Regions from separate parts of the Zea mays genome. Here region 1 is linked to region 2. A link is a contact called in public Hi-C data. All regions are on one chromosome and are shown on one strand. Each heading gives the region's core, a stretch centred on a gene start, on an enhancer-like site or on the middle of the called end of the contact. The rest is flanking DNA. Distances are from core to core; before and after follow the strand shown.

Region 1 (3,361 bases), core at 321-2,820, 160 kb after region 2:
CAACAAACCTTCAAGGGCATTCAATACTAGACTTGCATAACCCTCTAAATCTTTCCTTTGATGACTTATCTATGCCTAGATCAAACTCCTCATTATAGAAAATTGACTCACGGCCAACCTAAATTCATCCATTGATGGGTACATTGTGCCAATATCCATTTTGGTGATCCTTATCATATGTAGTCACTATCTCATTTGGTATTGAATCACTAATAGTAATGGCAACATCATCAATACTATCATCTTGCTGCTCACGCATTGTACGACCATTTGTTTGAGCTCACTTTCTCCTTTCATCCTCATCCCTCAAGCCCAAGATTACAAATAGCTAATCCTCACCCAATGGTTGAATTCTTCCTTCCTCATCATGCATCTCTATTATTTTTAAGTTATCCTAATCGACTTGTGGGATAGGTGAAGAAGTCTCGACCAACAACAATGGAGCATTGGTATTGCTCCCCATGGCCACCTCTGAATCATCCTTGTTCGAAACAATTAGTAAATGAGGGACCTATAATTGATTGATTCATAAGTGTTAATAATTGGTTGTTCCAATCACAACTAATACAAGTCTTGACTAAAAAATATATTGGCAAGAATTATTATTGAAGATATTGATCAACAATACTTTGAGATATTTAAAACATGATCAGCAATGCTTTGTAGATGAATTAATTGGATCAGGTTCCATTCCACAAGCTTGGATTGTCGTGGTGACACGTCCATTCGTGCACCACCAAGTCTCAATGCAAGGACATGTTTGTTGTGGTGGATCACGACCACGGGGCATCGAGCGCGGCCGGCCAGCTCCCTTGCGCGTGGGTTTGTGGTCGAGGGCGACGAGGCCTTTTAGGCGATACGAGTGGCGACACATCTATGCATTTGTTTGATATGCAGAACAGAGGCGGCGGGCGTCTATGAGATACACAGGTACGATTCATACAAACAAAAAAGAGACTAGCACCTTACAAAATAAAGGAGGTCAGATTAGTCTTTTTTTCACAATTCAGTAAATGAAAAAATAAAAAATAACTATTAAAAAGATAAAATGTCAAGTAAATCGAGGTGTTAATGATGTGGGTGTCAAATTTACGAAATTAATCTTTAGAGTGTCAATAGTGCAAAGCCACTAGTTTAGGGTGTCAAAAATACAAATTTCTCATCCCAAAAAGTATCCGGTCTTAGGAGGGAACGAGGGATCAACTCACGGTCATGCGAGATATCAGTATACCACGCCACTCATTCGTGAATTTCGGCCAAGTGTGATTCTATTGCCACGTAGGAGTACTACCGATGATGGGAACTGGGAACGGAACGGACAGACAGATCCGTCGTCCATGGGTGGGAGTGGGACCATGGACAACTGGAGATAGATGGTTTTCATTTCGTGCTCAGAAGTCACCGTTCGACGGACTGGCATGATTGAATTGAATCCACGCAGCAAAGCAAAGGGTCCATGACCTTCACACACACGTTTGGGCTGGGGTTTCTCATCTCAGGTGTACTAGAGACGTGGACGTATAGGTCGCTGTGCACTTGCACTAGCGTCGCACTGCACGTCGATTGGATCCTTTGAGAGCTCAGGCAACGCGGTTTCTCTTTGTTGACGGCTGGCACCGTTGAGTATTGAGTGGTGCCATGTAGAGTACGTACGCGTTGTTGACCCTGGACTCCAGCGCTCCTTGTCCGGTAGGGATTGAAAAATCCAAATGGGTATCCTAATTTATCTAATATTCGTATGTGCTAAAACATGCAATTTTGGCATTCGTACTCGCTTCTAATACTGATACTAAATGATATATCTGAACTCGGTTTTTTCAGTATTCTTTCTCTAAGACATCCTCATTTAACACTATCCATATCAGGAAAGAAAACAAGGTATTGTGAACCTATTTAAAAATTTTATCTCTTAATTTTATTACTACTACTAAGGCATTAAAACCACTTAATAGTTTTTCAATTAATAACTTTGGTATTAATTTATAATTATCAATGATACATAAATAACAAATTGTTTTCAGTATTTTATTATTTTGTTTAAACTTGATATATATGTTGTTCCAAATTATTTTAGTACTTCATCTTATCAATTAATTAATGTAATTTATTTTATATAATTTACAATATTGTCATAAATATTTATATAAATATAATATTGATTAATTAATTGATATATCTAATCATTAAATATTTATTTGTAAAGAATATATACCTTGGATAACACAGACATATATGGATAGACCCATGGACTCAGTCTAGAGTCTATGGACTCGGTCATCATGATTAAAAGAAGTTTTAATATGAGGATGACTACTGAAGTAAAAATAAATTTCACAAAAATCTTAGTGGAATAGAAGAGATAATTGCAAAGTTCTAAATGAACACAATAAGATCCTAACATATAAGGTGAGATCCTAGCATATAAGGAAAGATCCAAACCGGTGAGGAAGACACGTTTGTAATTATAAAAGTATGTGATTAGATTATTAGATTAGATCTATCATGAAACCTACTCGTATTCAACTTTGTAACACCCCCTGCTTGAACTATAAAGGGAAGGGGACGAGGGCCTTCTGAGGGCAGATCACAACACAACGGATCATAAACATAGCCACTATAATACTGCACATAGAATATTATTATCTCTTGATGAGAGTCTGAATCTTGCGTATTTACCTTCAATTCTCAATATCACAATTTACCCCATAAATTCACTACTGAAAAAATTGATGACTATATTATTTGTATGAGCCATCCTTTTCTATGTTATATAAAAATACATTAGTGTGATAGTGTCTACTTGGGTAACAATTTTGTAGTTCCAAAAATATTGATAAAGCATAATGCTTATTTGTTTTTATCACTTTTATTTGAATTTCTTCACTTCAAATATTATTTTATTAAATAATATCCATTATAGTTTAGTTTAGTTTGATATTGGCAATTATTAGAAGTGTACTTTTATTTGGTTTATTATGTTTAATGACAAACTTAGTAGTGAAGTTTTATTTATGTATGTTAAATTTAAGAATATATGTTTTGACTTGAATTAAATAATTCATATTTAAGAATATCTATATTCATATTTGTATTTGAATTGAAACATAGTAAAAGGTAGGGGTGTAATCATATCGAATACAGACATATATTGCTTGTACTATATTTGTTTTCATATTTTCTCTTCGAATTCGGATCAGATATAGATATTATTGTGTTGTGTCGGATGAGATTTAGAATGGATATCTACATTTTAAACATTTTGCTTTAAGTATATGGATACAAATATAAATTGGATACAAACTCGAATATAGATCGAGTTTTAGTTCTTTTAAAGGATCGAAATTAATTTTAAATAGTGATG
Region 2 (3,420 bases), core at 920-3,419:
CCTTAAGAAAACCGCCACTAGAAATCGTATTTCTACTGGCGGTTCCTTAAGAAAACCGCCACTACAAATCATGGATTTCTACTGGCGGTTTTCTTAAGGAACCGCCAGTAGAAATACGATTTCTAGTGGCGGTTTTCTTAAGGAACCGCCACTAGAAATAGCACAGTCGGTGGATAACTGGATCCGTCTGTAAAAATATATGGGTGCCGCAGGCTTTGAGCCTTTTTGTACTAGTGTACAAAAATGACTGACATTCAGGAGAGGGAAAAAGGCAAGAACCGATGTCCCTAGCATTTTTTCTTCACTACTGTGATACTAAACTGAACCGATGTGTTCCTCTAAATATGACCTATGTATTAAATTGAACCGGTGTGTTCCTCTGAATATGACCTATGTACTAAACTGAACCGGTGTGCTCTGATCGATGACTCTCATTGGTAGCCCTATATATACTCTTGACCCCCCCCCCCCCCCCCCCCTTTAGATCGTAAATAGTTTTACATGTACTCCCTTCTAACCAGAAAAAAACATGCAATTCTAACACTCTCATGTTTTAGTATCTTAAATATGAACAAATATAACAAAAGAAGTATCAAAATTTACGATTTTAAATACATACAATTAGATTAAGTGCAACATATATTTTTATAATAAATAGCATTATGTTTCATATAAATAGCCATAAATATGAATATTATTTACTAAAACTAGATTAAACATAAATCAGTTTAACTAGAGATATAAATAATGACAATATAGAGATAGAGATACACATTACACTTATATAAATGATTATTTTAATTAGAAACTTCATGCCTCCACGATTCAGATGCATGAATTGTAGTGTCTATACTATATGTACTCACTCTACAGTCACAAATAAGTGACATTTCAGTTTGTTAGAAGTCAGCTTTTTCAAAGTTACATGTCTAGTAAATTGTTATTGCAACATATCCATAATAATACAGCAAAATGCATCCTGTTATGATGGAAACTATGTTTCAAGGCATACCTCCTCATATATATATACCCCTGTTGACACCTTTTCGGAGGCGCCAATTACTCAAGAGCACCAGCGGCGGTGCTCTCTGCACAGGGGCGGACGGTCCGCGGCCTGGTGCGAGGCGGCGGTGCTTTCTGGTCAGGCGCGGACGGTCCGCGGCACAGGGCCGGACGGTCCGCGACCTGGTGCAGGAGCCCGAGTTCCCTGCCTGACGGCCGGACGGTCCGCGCCCTAGGGCCGGACGGTCCGCGCGTGCGCAGGGGCGGCGGAAGACCGCCGACGGCGCCTGGATCTCGCTCCCGGGAGGGACCCCGTCGGGGAGGAGAGATCCTAGGTGGTGTCTAGGCTCAGGCCGGCCGACCTAGACTCCTCTAATCGACGTAGAGCCGAAGAGAGACGACGAATTTGGGGATTGGATAGCTAAACCTAAACTAGACTAGAACTACTCCTAGGATAAAATGCGAAATAGAAGTTGTATTGATTCGATTGTTGATGATTACAAATCGGCCGTAGACCTCTCTATTTATAGAGGAGGGGGGCTGGACCCTTTACACAACTGATTCCGAGCTAATCCCGCGAATATAGCTAACAACCATAGCACAAAACTCGGAACCCTAATCTGTTCTGCGCACGCGCGGACCGTCCGACCCACAGGCGCGGACCGTCCGGACCGCGGACCGTCCGGCCTCAGGGCCGGACAGTCCGCCGGCTCAAAACCGGTTCGAACAACCCCCTTCAAATTTTGCAAACACAATTAATTGGTGGTACTGAGCATTGTGTCAACTAAGGTGTTTTTTTTGTCAGAGTTTAGAATGGTAGACTTTTAAGATAACACCAATTCACCAAAACTCTAGTCGGGCAAATTTGATGGCCTTAGGGTGTTTGGTTCGTGACTAACCGTGTCACACTTTGTTTAAGGTTAGTCGTTCGAATTGAAGAAATAAGTTTAGACCTAAAAGTTAGCCAAAAGCGACAAATTAGACAGGAAACTAAATATGCCCTTAATCCGGCTGCTCCTAGCTGTGTTGGGGAAAAAAAGGAAGCCTAGCTCGGAGGCTTTGGTTCTCCTGTGACGTTTGTGCGCTGGTTCTCAACTGGGAATATGGGCTCCGGCGACTCCCGCCGGTTTGACCTCAAGGCGGCGACAGCCAGACACACACAGCCTAGCTGTCTGGGCATATGAGTACGTCGTTGTCTGATCCGCGGCCCACTTTGACTGTCCGTGTTTGGTTGGAGGATAGATGGAAGGGGCGCCCATAGTTTATATATCATGTGTTTGGTTACCTGTATTTGCGTTCTTGTATCATGGGATGCAATCAGCTGGTGTTCAGTTGTTGTCAACCAGGCTCTATGCGTGCGAGGTGTGTATTTGGTTACCTGCGTGTAGATGTGAAGTCAGGCTTGCACGATATTTAAAGTACCCTAAGTCAGGCTCTATAGACGCGAGCAAATTGGTCGCATCTCTGGAGCTAGGCTCCCGCCGGCTTGGCTCATACAGCCGGGCTATCAGTGCTAACAATCTCGGATAGATAGATATATACAGTCGTCGTCCACGACGAATGATGCGAAAGAGCCAAGGGCAGAGTCCGATTTGACTGGTAACTTCGCAAAAAGTTCAAATGGCTTAGAATAATATAGAAGAGAGGGTGAGTATTAGTGCATGTAGATGATAACTAGGAACAAACAAGGACGACGACGGCGACGACGAGCCCGTCTAGAATAGACTATATGCTACTACTGGCTCTTAGTTGTGGTACCTTAAAGTCACCATGCATCTTGATGGCGTGTGACGACGATGGATGGATGGCAATATTATTTGTGAAGAAAACTCAGCCAGGTTTCCTGCGGGCATGCATCTTGTTGGCTAACGACGAATAGACGCTAGCTGGATTCATTTCCTGTACTACTAGCTAGCTCATAGATTATGTCGATCTGACGCCGACAGTTATTAACATATGATCGAGAAACCTTCTGTACTTTTAGCTGTTGAATCGGAAGTAAGAGTTCTACGCTGTATATATAAGGACCACTTCGCGTTTTCAGCTGGTGCATGCAGGAAGGAGATGAAGAACGACAGCCAGTTTTTTATTTTTTTTTATGAACAGGATGCATTATTGTCTTGTGTTTGTAACAAGATTCTCAGTTGTGTGTTGTCCCTGTCATTTTCTTATCTTCGAGGGACCTCGCTCTCTACAGTACGACACATGTACTGCGTTTCTGAAGAAGGTGTGAACTCAAGTTTCATGCATTAAATCTGCTGGCTACATGTGCGTGGGCTAAGCATTGGGCATACAATGGTGATCAATATAAAGTCTTTTTAAGGTGTTTAAAGGTGCTGTTTGCAAAAAAAATAAGTTGAGCTATCTCTGGCTCTTAATTCAAGTAGCAACAGATGTCTTAGCTTTCACTTTACGAAT

What was found. A called contact is a pair of places that touch in the nucleus more often than the background predicts.
Region 1: a contact with region 2 is called in a Hi-C map of leaf, with 2.0 times the contacts expected there. The contact joins two enhancer-like sites. A contact is called at or near these places in 2 of 25 Hi-C or Micro-C datasets (bundle sheath and leaf).

What each region holds. Positions count from the first base shown.
Region 1 is chr10:114,081,926-114,085,286 of Zm-B73-REFERENCE-NAM-5.0, forward strand. No RefSeq gene overlaps it. Among protein-coding and RNA genes, the nearest start is that of LOC109943095, 28 kb to the right of the region's middle. Within about 2 kb of position 1,571, at least 12 of the 20 cell types and tissues checked have an H3K27ac peak or open chromatin away from gene starts, as enhancers often do. A contact at or near this core is called in bundle sheath and leaf, where this site is marked.
Region 2 is chr10:113,921,677-113,925,096 of Zm-B73-REFERENCE-NAM-5.0, forward strand. No RefSeq gene overlaps it. Among protein-coding and RNA genes, the nearest start is that of LOC103642717, 88 kb to the left of the region's middle. Within about 2 kb of position 2,170, at least 11 of the 20 cell types and tissues checked have an H3K27ac peak or open chromatin away from gene starts, as enhancers often do. A contact at or near this core is called in bundle sheath and leaf, where this site is marked.